Regions from separate parts of the Mus musculus genome. Here all the other regions are linked to region 1. A link is a contact called in public promoter capture Hi-C data. All regions are on one chromosome and are shown on one strand. The core of a region is the stretch at or near the end of the contact, and the rest is flanking DNA. Distances in the headings are between cores, read along the strand shown.

What was found. Promoter capture Hi-C pulls out the DNA fragments that hold promoters and counts their contacts.
Region 2: a promoter capture Hi-C map of liver shows a contact between it and region 1, with 4 times the contacts expected there. The contact joins the promoter of Lrp10 here to the promoter of Mettl3 in region 1. A contact is called at or near these places in 2 of 39 promoter capture datasets (hippocampal neurons and liver).
Region 3: a promoter capture Hi-C map of liver shows a contact between it and region 1, with 3 times the contacts expected there. The contact joins the promoter of Mrpl52 here to the promoter of Mettl3 in region 1. A contact is called at or near these places in 4 of 39 promoter capture datasets (cranial neural crest, hippocampal neurons, liver and 1 more).
Region 4: a contact with region 1 is called in a promoter capture Hi-C map of pre-B cells, with 6 times the contacts expected there. The contact joins the promoter of Ap1g2 here to the promoter of Mettl3 in region 1. A contact is called at or near these places in 2 of 39 promoter capture datasets (cranial neural crest and pre-B cells).

The regions. Positions count from the first base shown.
Region 1 is chr14:52,303,791-52,306,887 of GRCm38.p6, reverse strand. It overlaps Mettl3 (methyltransferase like 3), which reads left to right and starts at 1,764. Exons shown (of 11, transcript NM_019721.2): 1 at 1,764-2,000. The coding sequence starts at 1,901.
Region 2 is chr14:54,462,478-54,465,590 of GRCm38.p6, reverse strand. It overlaps Lrp10 (low-density lipoprotein receptor-related protein 10), which reads right to left and starts at 1,444. Exons shown (of 7, transcript NM_022993.3): 1 at 980-1,444; 2 at 643-687; 3 at 1-17. The coding sequence starts at 1,016.
Region 3 is chr14:54,425,651-54,428,442 of GRCm38.p6, reverse strand. Mrpl52 (mitochondrial ribosomal protein L52) reads right to left here and starts at 1,534. Exons shown (of 5, transcript NM_026851.2): 1 at 1,483-1,534; 2 at 1,352-1,409; 3 at 1,205-1,272. The coding sequence starts at 1,510.
Region 4 is chr14:55,105,163-55,108,166 of GRCm38.p6, reverse strand. Ap1g2 (adaptor protein complex AP-1, gamma 2 subunit) reads left to right here and starts at 1,574. Exons shown (of 22, transcript NM_007455.5): 1 at 1,574-1,659; 2 at 2,038-2,242; 3 at 2,737-2,861; 4 at 2,998-3,004. The coding sequence starts at 2,039. Jph4 (junctophilin 4) reads left to right here. Exons shown (of 6, transcript NM_177049.5): 6 at 1-1,341.

The sequences.
Region 1 (3,097 bases), core at 515-3,014:
TAAATTATGGGAGACATTGGTCCAACTGTGGACCCAACCCCCATAGCACAGGAGGCAAAGCTGAAGTGAGGAGTGCAACGTCGTCTCACAATCGCGTAAACCCTGACTCTGCTTTGCTGCCCTGGAGATCTCTGGCATACTATGGCATACTATGCACATATTTGCCACTTAGCTATCACCCACCACCCCCGTTTTTATTTATTTATTTGAGTACACACTGTAGCTGTCTTCAGACACACCAGAGGAAGTCATTGGATCCCATTACAAATGGTTGTGAACCACTATGTGGTTGCTGGGAATTGAACTCAGGACCTCTGGAAGAGCAGACAGTGCTCTTCATTGCTGAGTCATCTCTCCAGCCCCTTAACTTTTCATTATTTAGGGACTATTTTATTAGTTTTTGTAATCAAACTACTGTACATAAGACCATTCAGTGCAATAATAGAAATAATTTTACTTTAGTTTTTGTTTCTGGATAGGTTTGATAGCCAGCCCAGGAGATCTACTGTTCTCTGCCTTTCCAACACTGAGATAACAACTGCCTAGTCATGGGCTGGAGATAAGGCTCAGTGGTAAAGAGCACAATTTATTATTACAGAATTGAACTCAGGTTCAAACCCTAGCACCCACATTGTACATCACAATTGCCTGTAACTCTAGTTCACGAAGATGACTCCGTCTTCTGGTCTCCAGGGGAGCCAGGTATGTGTGTGTGTGTGTGTGTGTGTGTGTGTACAAACACACATATACAAATATTCAAACACAAAAATAAACCTTTTTCTAAATTAAGCTAAAACAATGTCTGCCACCCCACACAGCTTTGCCTTAAATTTATGTGGGTTCTGGGAATCTCAGAATCTCATGCTTTCACAGCAAACACTTTACTGAGCTACCTCCCCATTTCTTGCACATTTTCTTTTAAAAAAAAAAAAAAGAACAAATTTATTATATGTATATGAGTACACTGTAGCCGTCTTCAGGCACACCAGAAAAGGGCAACGGATCCCAATTACAGATGGATATGAGTAACCATGTGGTTGCTGGGAATTGAACTCAGGACCTCTGGGAGAGCACTGAGTGCTCTTACCTGCCGAGACATCTCTCCACTCATCCTGAACATTTTTAAAGAGTGCTCCCTCACGCTGAAAAAGATGGTTCCCTAATTAAGATGTTTGTCTTAGAATATGCCTGAATTCCCAGAACTCGGATATTGAGGCAGGAGGATTGTGAGTTGCAGAACCACATAGTGAAACTCCACTCTCCTTTCACACACTTTGTATAGAAAGAAAGAAAGAAAGAAAGAAAGAAAGAAAGAAAGAAAGAAAGAAAGAAAGAAAGAAAGAAAGAAAGAAGGAGGGAGGGAGGGAGGGAGGGAGGGAGGGAGGGAGGGAGGGAGGGAGGGAGGGAGGGAGGGAGGAAGGAAGGAAGGAAGGAAGATAATATTTAACTTAGAAAATCTGGGGCCTTAAGGGCAGAAATCTATGATACAGTGCTTGACCGTATGTGCAAGGACCAGAATATACAATCAACCAGACTAACAGTCTGTTCACTCCTTCCCGTCCATCCATCTCTCCACGCATACACCCACCCGTCAAACACTCACACTTGTTCTAGCCCTGCTATTTTAAATGCGTTGTCACTAACGACTTAAAGAAACAACATGGCGGGTCTGCCAGCTACCAACATGGCAAACACAGCCTCAGCGCTCCCGGAAACACGAGAGAGAACTACCGTGAGGATTACGTCCGGCTGGTTCGCCAACCGGAAGTGGCTTTTCATCTTGGCTCTATCCGGCTGGCCTTCGGGCGTCCTCGTGAGAATTAGATGTTTCTTAGTTCTAGGCTGGGGAGGTGCTAGTCCGCCGCGCCTGATTCGAGCCGAGTCCGCGCTGGGAGCTAGGATGTCGGACACGTGGAGCTCTATCCAGGCCCATAAGAAACAGCTGGACTCGCTTCGCGAGAGATTGCAGCGGCGACGGAAGCAGGACTCTGGGCACTTGGGTGAGGTGCGGGGTGGTCGGGGCGGGCCTGGGCGGGGCGAGAGACTCCTGGAGAGGAAGACAGCCCCGGGCTCTGCGCCCTTTCCGGAGCAGCCCTTTATTGGACTCCTCGATTGTTGGTTACCCCATCTTTCCCGAGTAGCTGAAACGCATGCCCACCTGCGGGAAAGCTTGCAGTGCCTCCTCCCGGGCGTCGGTTTTTCAAGCGTAACACCACACCAACATGGGTCCACTCCTCTCCTTGGGTCCCATTCCAGTCCTGTCTAGGAGAATGTTGCGTCCGTGAAGCCTCTCAGTACCTTATTCCGAGAGCCAGCAAAACCCGTTTTGTTGCTTCTGTGCCTGTTTTACCTTAGTTGTAACGTTTGCTTTGTCACTGTCTTTTCTTTCCCATGTGGGCGGGGAGCAAGGATTGCTTCTGTATATCTATCCCCAGAGCCCGGTTTAGCAGCCACAACAGGGTCCTCACTAGGACCTTCTCACTAGGACCTTAATGAATGAGTAGTGCAAGTGTTTACAAACGTAGCAAGAATCTGAAAACACTTGATTTTGGTCTTTAAACATTTTCCCCCTCCCCCTTGTATGACAAAGTTAGAAAAATTGAAGGCACTTAAAAGAGTACTACCCTAATAGCCTTCTCCAGCACAAGCTCAATTATTTAAGGTAAACCAGTTGCAAAGCTCTGCGAGAATACCGAATCCATACTACATGTGTGGGTAGCATGTCAGTGCTTTGCAGTATTCACAGCTCACAACAGCAGACCTTGGTGAAATTCAGTCTCACCGTAATTTGTGAACATTTATTGCATATCTACACTACTCATGGGTTTCGGCAAAAAGAAGACACTGCTGTTACCTTAAAGGAGCTTAAAAATCTATGTGAGAATCAAAGAAGATTAGAAGAAAAAGCAGGGAGAAAAACCCTTCATGGTGGCTCATGCCTGTAATCCCAGCACTTTTTTTTTTAAAAGATTTATTTATTTATTATATGTAAGTACACTGTAGCTGTCCTCAGACACTCCAGAAGAGGGAGTCAGATCTTGTTACAGATGGTTGTGAGCCACCATGTGGTTGCTGGGATTTGAACTTCAGACCTTCG
Region 2 (3,113 bases), core at 195-2,694, 2.2 Mb before region 1:
TGGGGGCGCCTCACAAGCTAGAGGGAGAAGGGGGGGGAGACACTGGTAGAGTTCTTTAATATTCTTCTTCCCCTCTGAATGCCTCAAGATGGCAAAAATCTCCACCCACCAGTTACAGCCAACTGGTCCCTCTCCATTTTTTTTTTTTTTTGGTTTGTTTGTTTAAAAACAAAAACCTTTTGTAACCTAGGATATCCTCAAAGTCACTATATAGCTGAGGCTGGCCTTGAACTGATTCTCCTTCCTCTGCCTCTCAAGTGCTGGGATTATAGGAGTTGACAACCCTACTCCTTTTCCATATTCTTTATACTTCATCTTAAGTATTCACACTATAAGTAATGTTACTGTAGGCTTTGTGCCAGCCACAGGGTCAGTTGGCAGAGAAATACTGTTTCTACTCTCAGGAAGACCTTACCCTAACTAGGGAGACAAAACACGGATATTACACATAAAAAAACGAGATGGTTCTTAACAACTACCAGGTGCCAGTTCACATTGAGCCTCAGTTTCCCCTTCTGTAAAGTAATGGATGATACCTATTCTAAAATTACAGCAGACTCCAGGATCCAGGGGAGAGATTCTTTTCTCTAGGGTGCATCTTCATTCCCATGCCCCAGAACCCTAGGAACTCGCTTTACTTACCAGAACGTGGGAAAGTGATCCGGTCTGGGCGGGCCAGAGCACCTCCTAGAGGGGGAATCGAGAAAGGGCAGCAGAGAGAGTCAAGTTTTCTTCACCTGGGCAACTCCAAGGGGAGGCCCATCTGAGACTTCCGGACAGTTTATAGGAAGGGGTAGAGGAGCCGGAAGGAGGTGCGTGACCTCGCCGAAAGGTCGCCTTCCCTGGCTGTGAGTGGGAGGGACAGTGTGGGACAGCCCGAGAGGAGGCCGAGGCTCGACGGGGCGGCGGTCGCAGGGGTCGTGGGTCACCAAGGAGGGCGCGGGACGGCGGGCAGTGACACCGGGGCGGGGACTCTTACCGAGGAGGAGGAAAAGAAGAGGGAGGGCCGATAGCATCCTGGGTTGAACAGGGGTGCCGGCAGGGTCCCGGGGCGCCTCTTGTCTACCTGGCAGGAAGCTCCTCGCCGGGTGGGGGCTGCATAGCCCCGGTGCGACCCAGGCTCGGGGTGCCAGGGCTGGACGCACGGCGGAGAGGAACAGGCGTGACGCCTCTTGCTAACTTCAGAGTTGATCGCTCCTTACCAGTGCCCGGCGGTGCTCGCCCGGAAGGCCGCGAGCGCCCCGGCCAGGCCCGGCCGCACCTGCCGGGCTCGACGCTGCGTCCTCCGCGGACCAAACTTTGTGGACTGCCCGTCCCCGAGCCGGCGTGCGGCTCGGTCCCCGCGGCCCTTAGGGGACGGCGGCTTTGCACAGCTCGCGGTGCCCCAGCGGACCCCGGCCGAAGCCCAGCAGCCGGCGACGAGGGGCGCGGCCAGCTTGGCCCCACCCCTGCCAGTCACCGCGCGGCCACGCCCACCTGCGCTCAGCTCCTTTCCGGGTTGCTTTTGCCGTCACGCTCCGGATCGCCCTTTGGCTGCCGCCTGCGTTATCTTTCAGATGTGTCTTGTCAAAGGATGTCTGCTTTTCCCGCCGTAACTGCTACGTGTCTTTGGACCCTTAAATCCTCAGTACTTTTTCTTCACCCAGCGCCTTAGATCCCGTAGCGCTTCTGGTAGTAAGCCTTTACTGAACCAATTACCAGGCGCTATTATAATTATCTGTTACAATGTTTATTCATCACTCCCGCCCCCGCCTCAGCTTTGGAAACTGACACTTCCTGTAGGCTGGGGCCTAGACTGGGTACCTTTGTCCCAAGAGTGTTGCTTGCTCTCCTGCTGAGATGCAGTGATCTCTACGAATGGTAAAGACATAATATGGCTTCACTTGCTGGATCCGTGAACTTGAGAAAATTACTCCTCCGTTCAAGCAGTCCTGTAAAAATTGAGGGTCATGATAGTGTGACTCCCTCCTATGGTACTTGTGAACATTTAGGGTAACATTGTAGATTGAGCCCTAAGCACGTTGGCAGACATAGGAAGTGAGGTGTTTCTATCTGATAGCAACAATTATTCTCAGTTACAGGGTAGTATTATTAAATTTTGTGGGTTTCCGGTTTCCTGTGGCACAGGTGGGTAATATTTACAAAAGAATAACAAGTTGAATATTTTTTTTCACATTTCAGGCTTATACCTAAGTACATTTAGTATACATATAGTAAATATTTAACAGCGAGATGTTTGTTCCTCTTGTCAACAGTCCTGTGAGGTAGTCTATGGTTACTTCCATTTTACAGATAAGGAAGTGCTGGCATGGAGAAGTTTAGTAATACCTTCCCCAAATCTGAATATTCAAATCTGAATGGCTCCCACTGTTTTAAACAATTTGAGCACCAACATAGTGCCACAGGTGGGAAATTCCATACAGTAAAACTTTGTTTCATCTTCAGCATTGCTAAAAATACTTGATTAAATTTATCATCAGGCTACTTGTGATGTGTATATGAAACATGAATAAATGCCATCTACCTGTGTGCTGTGGCATACATTGCAACTTGTGTGTGTGTGTGTGGATGAATGATTAAAATAAATGTCAACAAATATTTTCAGTGCTTCTAGAGAATCACTCACCATCTGCTAGGTATTAATCATAGCATTTTGCATATATTATCTCACTGAAAGGTGACCACACCTCTGAGAAGTCAGTGTTGGAAACTGAGTCACAAATAGTTGAGATACCTTGTTTCTAAATCAAACTCTTGGCATATAAAAGAGCTAGACTCAGACAACAAGACTCAGTCAAGTTGTCTGGACCAGACTCCCTGCTGCTAGAGATGACATGGTAGATTCTAGAATCCTCAGATCAAAGACTTTGTTTGTTTTTGAGAGGTCTCTTGTATCCTAGGCTGGCTTTGAACTCCTGGTTCTCTTGCCTCTACTTCCAAGTGATGGCATCATAAACCCGTCACCATGTCCAGCTGGAACAAGAATTTTAACACCTGACTACTTTCTAGGATAGATTTTATGTAAAAACAGCTGGTCATGTTGGTGTATACCTTTAGTTTCAGCACTCAAGGGTTCAAGGCAGGTAGATCTTTACGGGTTTGAGACCTGTCTT
Region 3 (2,792 bases), core at 285-2,784, 2.1 Mb before region 1:
ATGCTGGCGTGCGTGAGGCTGTAGGTTCAGGGCCCAGTTCTGCTCATCAAAAACAATACTGAGGAGGATCCCAGTTCACAACCACAACTAAAACTCACCTAGCCTCAGAGGTGAGGTCCAACAGAATCACGAAATGACTTCATAGGCACGCTCTTCCTATCATTTAACCCTGTCATTAGCATGGACCTAGGGCCGTCTGCCAAGCTGAACTCACTTTTCTCTTCAGAAACCCTTCACTCAATGTGTCTCTTTGCTAAACTTCATCTCATTGTATAATGAAATATAGGGTTTTTTTTCTCCCTCACTCTTGATTTTTGAGGCAAGGTTTCACTATGTAGCCAAGGCTATCCCCTAGCTCTCAGTGCTTCTGCCTCGTGAGTGCCGATTGCAGGCATGCGTCACTACTCTCTTTTAATTTTGCTTTTTTTAAAGTTTTATTTTTATGTGCTTGGGTGTTGTGTTTGTATGTATGTCTGTGCACCATGTGGGTGCCTGGTAAAGGTGGAAGTGAAAAGATGACATTGGATCCCCTGGAACTGGAGTTACAAGCAATTGTGAGTCACCCTGTGGGTGTTGGGAATCGAACCCATGTCCTCCGGAAGAACAGGCACCGCATTTTAAAGGCATCCTTCAGTCCATAAGTTTTTTTTTTTTTTTTTTTTTTAAAGAGAAAAAGACTTCTCTGTACTGAGTCTGCCATTTCAGACTTGTAGGGATCTTCGGTGTTCTTTTCAGCAGCTTTTCAAAGAATTCCTTGTACATTTGCAAACGAATTGTCAAAATACACTCACCACACATGTGAGAGTTTTATCCTTCTGAGAGGATAAAAGTCATACATACTTCCAAGCCCAGAACAGCCCACGTTAGTATTTCCTTATACCTTCAGGATACGATCCTGACAGCTAACTTTCCTTAGCCAATTACTATTTCTTGATTGATACACAGGGTCTCATTCTGTAGTTCAGGATAATCAAGGATTCCTTACATAGCACTAACCTCACAGCAATCCCTCTGCCTCAGCTCTCCAAACCTAAAACCTCAGGGGTGAACTAACACCCGGCTACACAGTCAGGCAAAGGTAGAGCTGCAGTCCTCCAACTCAAGTAAAAGGTTCACTATTTTCCCAGACACGCCCCCAACCCTTACCCCGGTGGTCTCGGAGGAAAAAAAACAAAAACAAAAAACCCTTGACATCAAGGCTCACCCGCGAAGGACCAGTCAGGGAGCTCCGTGAGGGGCCCATAGCCGGAAGGGTTGGCAGCCAGCCCTTGCCTGGGTGGGGGAGACAGTGTGGGTGAGGACGCGGCGGGATACTAGGTCCCGCCGCGCCCCCGCCCGGCACGGCACTCACTGGAGTCGCCACTGGCCACCGGCCCGCGCCACTACGCTGCAGTGCAATCTCCGGACACCTAATGGAAGAGCAGGGAGTTAGAGGGCTGGTCGCCCCGCGGCTCCCGTGTCCCCAACCCCACAATCACTCACTGGACAGCCAGGTCCCTAAGGCAGCCATGCCGGAGCAAGGGAACCGGAAGTGGGCGTGGCCCCGGCAGCCACGCGGGACGCTGCCGGGAAAACCGGAAGCCGACATCTTGAATGTGGTTTTCAATCGCCGGTCCCACCATCTTGCGTTATCGTACGGAAGTGGGAGTCAGCTGTGGGCTGAGTGTTCTGAACAGGAGGAACTGCCCCGCGCGTGCATCTTGCACCCTCCGAGGTGGTTGAGATACCTGTGACCGAATCCTTCGCAGCTGTTTCCAAGTCCTTTCCCGGACGTTCTCCAGACTTGGGAAATTTAGGGTAACTCAGAAGTGTCGCATCCAACGAACCTCATTGTGCAGCCTTCTGCTTCATTTTAACGTTTGTTTTCTGATATGATCAAGTGTAGAACGAGTTGGAAAAATTTGGTTCTCATCCAACGGAGTCGAAGAAGTGGTGAATGGGTTAGGAGATTATAGGGGTAGCTAAAAAACAGTCCAGATAAGGCATTTGAGTCTAGGAAGACAAATGATCACAGACATGACTAATAGTGCAGCCCAGTGGTGGGAAGGGAAGTATATGTCATTTGCAAGACTATGTATGGAAGCACGGATCTGAGGACACTGTTAAACATTTTTTTGAGGAAGTTGTACTGGTGCCAGTTATTATTTTTTTTTTTTTTTAAACAAGGTCTCACCATGTAACTATGGTACTCAGTATGTAGCCTAGGTTGGCATCGAACTCATTGAGATACATCTGCCTCTGCTCCCGAATGCAGGGATGTAAGGTGACTCTGATTCTAATTTTAAACCACACATTCTCATGAGTTAGGTATACTTTTTGAGTGGATTAAACCTGGAAACTGAAGTGCTCCCAAACCAAACCTGTTGAATCCAAACATGATGCTACGATGGAGAATTACACACCCGAAGTCATGACGGAATTTTTGTCAAAAAAAATCAGGTGCACTAAGGGCTGGCGATGATGCTGTGGTGGAATACTTGTCTAGCATGCTTAGACTGTGGATTCATCCTTAGCATACTCAAAAATAACATTCAGCATGAAAGAATTTTATGCTTAGAATTCAGGTCCATCCCCAACAAACATATATTCAAATGTTCCCAAATCAGGCATTTCTGTATTAAGGGCCCAAGAGTTGGACAGATTCCCTGGTAGGCAGACAGATAAAAGACCATGACTAGATAATGATGAATTTCCACGATGTCTGGTTTCTTCCTCTCCTCCTAGCCTGAGACAAAAGCCTGGCAGCATAAAACAAAGAATCTTGTGGGCTTTCTCTCCCTCCCAGTAGATCT
Region 4 (3,004 bases), core at 325-2,824, 2.8 Mb before region 1:
CTTCCCTCTATTCTTTGAGATGGTCTCATTTATTCTGGACCCGTCTCTGGTCTTCCTGGTTTTTCTTTCCCACCCTGACCCCTTCTCTCTCTAGATTGTTTACATATGAAGGGCTGTTCTCTCTCAGAGTTGCTCTCTCCTCTGAGATACACAAATCTAAGTCAGACCATTGCCCCCCCCCATGTCCTCCCCAACCTTTTCTTTGAATCAAAACTTCACCAAGGGTGGGGGTTTGGTGTCCTGAGGAATCTCCTGGAATCTGAGTGGAGGGGAGAAAGGAAATGCATAAGAAGTGATTGGGTGGCCAGACAAGGCACTGCCTGAGCCACTTGGGGCTCACTGGCCCCAAGGGAAAGCTGCAGGAAAAGTACCCTCCACTCTTACCTCCCAGAACCTACCTAAGTTCTTGCCTACTTTGATCTTCCCTGAGGGAGAAAAGGGGAGCGAACAACAGGAAACTCCCCGTGCTCCCTCTCCTGCCCTCCTCAACCAGTCCCTCTCCCAACCACCAAGGATGGCACGCCAAGCCAAGAGTATTGAGAAAAGCAACGAAAAACCATCTGGTGCAACCAAGCCCGCCCCTCTTCAGATTCTGCCACTCACCTCTCTACCCTTCTCTGCCCCCCTGAAAATTTATTTGGTTGGTCTGGACTCACTTGTGGCCTTTGATTAAATTCCTAAGGGGACTGAAGAAGACATTTCTGCAGAGGGTTAGAGGCGCTGCAGCAAGCGAGGACCCCAGTCCTCAGCTCTGACAGTTGTGGGGCGAACACGTTGAGGGCTGAAGGGCAGCAGATGCTGTCACAAGTCTAGTTTCTAACCCCTCGCGTAGACTCCTGCGAGATGGGAGCTAACGGGGAATCAGAGGAAGCCGCTGCCCCACACAGGGCAGGGCAGAGGTGGGTGTCAACCCCGGACGAGAGTTGGGGGGAGAGCCTGTTTGAGATTATGGCTGATCCCTGGGACTAACTTTCCCTCTGGGGACAGAAAGCTGTACAAGAGGGGACTGTGGAACCCCGGGGGACTTTCCTACCCTGCATGAGGCAGAGGCAAGCTGCCTGCCAATCAATCCCTTCCTCAAGGAATGGCCTTGCCCAGGAATGCCCACCACACACACACTCTTCTTATTTTTCTAGTCAACCTCTGTTTACTCCCTGGCCTGCCTTCCTCCTGCCTCCCTTCCTTCCTTCCTTCTCAATCTTTACTTCTGATTTCTATTTCATGGAATTTGGGATTGAAGTTATACAACAGTGCCGCCAACATCAAGTCTTGCAGGAAAAAAAAAATAACAAAGAAATTTAACAAAAAAAAGTATATTAATAAAAAAGTTCCAAAAAGGGGGGGACTGTCATCTCCTTTGGGGTGCGATGGCTTCTGACTCAAGCTCTCTGAGTGCCACCTGGTGGGGTGGATGAAAAGTGAGGCCCCTGGGGGAGCCACAATCATGGAACAATTCTAGGCTCCTTTACCAAAGTGCCAGAGACAGGCCAGAGGTCAGAAATGTCAAGACGACTCAGCAGGGAGGCCCTAGAGGGGCGGGGTCCCGTGATAGAGGCGGGGAAGAGGGAAGGGCCCCGAACCGAGCACCAACCCCAGCTCTGTCCCATACCAGGAAGTGCTGGGTGGGGGGTAGAGGAGCAAAGTTGACACCGAAGCCAGGTGAGCTTGGGACTGGGAAACTAGTGCCTTCTGAAGTGGGAATGGGGGCAAGAAATCTCGCGAAGGGAATAGTACAGAGAACCAGAAGGAAAACTAGAGAGGAGAAACTGGTCCGGGAAGAAGAGCGAGAAATAGACTGGTCTGTAGCGCAGGCTCAGTAGAAACAGCCACAGGGTGGAGCAAGGACGCATGCGTAGTGGGGATGTCCTTGCGAGGCGGGAGGGTGGCCCCCGGGTACATGTGGGAGGTAAAAGTGGGCACAGTTTTAGGGCGGCGGTGGGACGCAATCCCTTCGAGATCTTGGCACAAGGCAATTCTATCCAACCGGCTAGAACGTGTTGAAATAAAGTCTTTTCAACTCCCGGGCTCTGTCCCCAGGATGGTGGTGCATTCGTTGAGACTTCAGGACCTAATCGAAGAGATTCGCGGGGCCAAGACGCAGGCCCAGGAACGGGAGGTGATCCAGAAGGAGTGCGCCCAAATTCGGGCCTCCTTCCGCGATGGGGATCCCCTGCAGAGGCATCGCCAGCTGGCCAAACTGCTCTACGTCCACATGTTGGGCTACCCCGCCCACTTTGGACAGGTACTGGCCTGGGATGGCTACAAATTTTGAGGAAGATGGCCAGTGCGCCCCTTTGTGTTTGTACCCAGGCTGTGGTTTTTGTTTTTTTGTTTTTGTTTTTGTTTTTTTCCTCCAGTTTTTTTGTTTCGAAACAGGTTCTCTATAGCCCGGACTGGGAACTCGAGAAAACCCTGCCTCCGTTTCAGTGTAGGGACTTTCAGGCATGCCCCGCCCTACCCAGCTAAATCCTTTAGTTTCTGAACCTTTTATCACCCTACTAGTGATTTCTTGCCAGCCCCGTTCAGCACCTCCCCATCCCCTTTCCAGACTCCACTCCTACACAGGTCCCTGAAACCTGCCTGCTGTCATCTGGATCCACACTTAAGCTTCTGGTTACAGAGAGAGTGATGAAATATGATCCCTCACAAGTTAATCTGGCCTAAAGGAGATTGTAGCCCGGAAGTTAGTGCCCTGTGGTTTCACACTGCCCTCCTGGTCTGCCTCCTTCCCTATAGATGGAGTGCCTGAAACTGATCGCCTCCCCCAGATTCACAGACAAGAGGGTGGGCTACCTTGGGGCCATGCTTCTATTGGATGAGAGGCACGATTCCCATCTGCTCATCACCAACAGCATCAAGAAGTGAGAGGGTTCTGGGGCACTTGAAATCAGGGCGCTGGGAGAGGGGGAACTGCAAAATTCCAGCGGGCTACCTGCTATCAGTACTGCAACAAACTGGTTTTCTCAGACTTGACTGACCATCCTTCCAACCTTACAGTGACCTG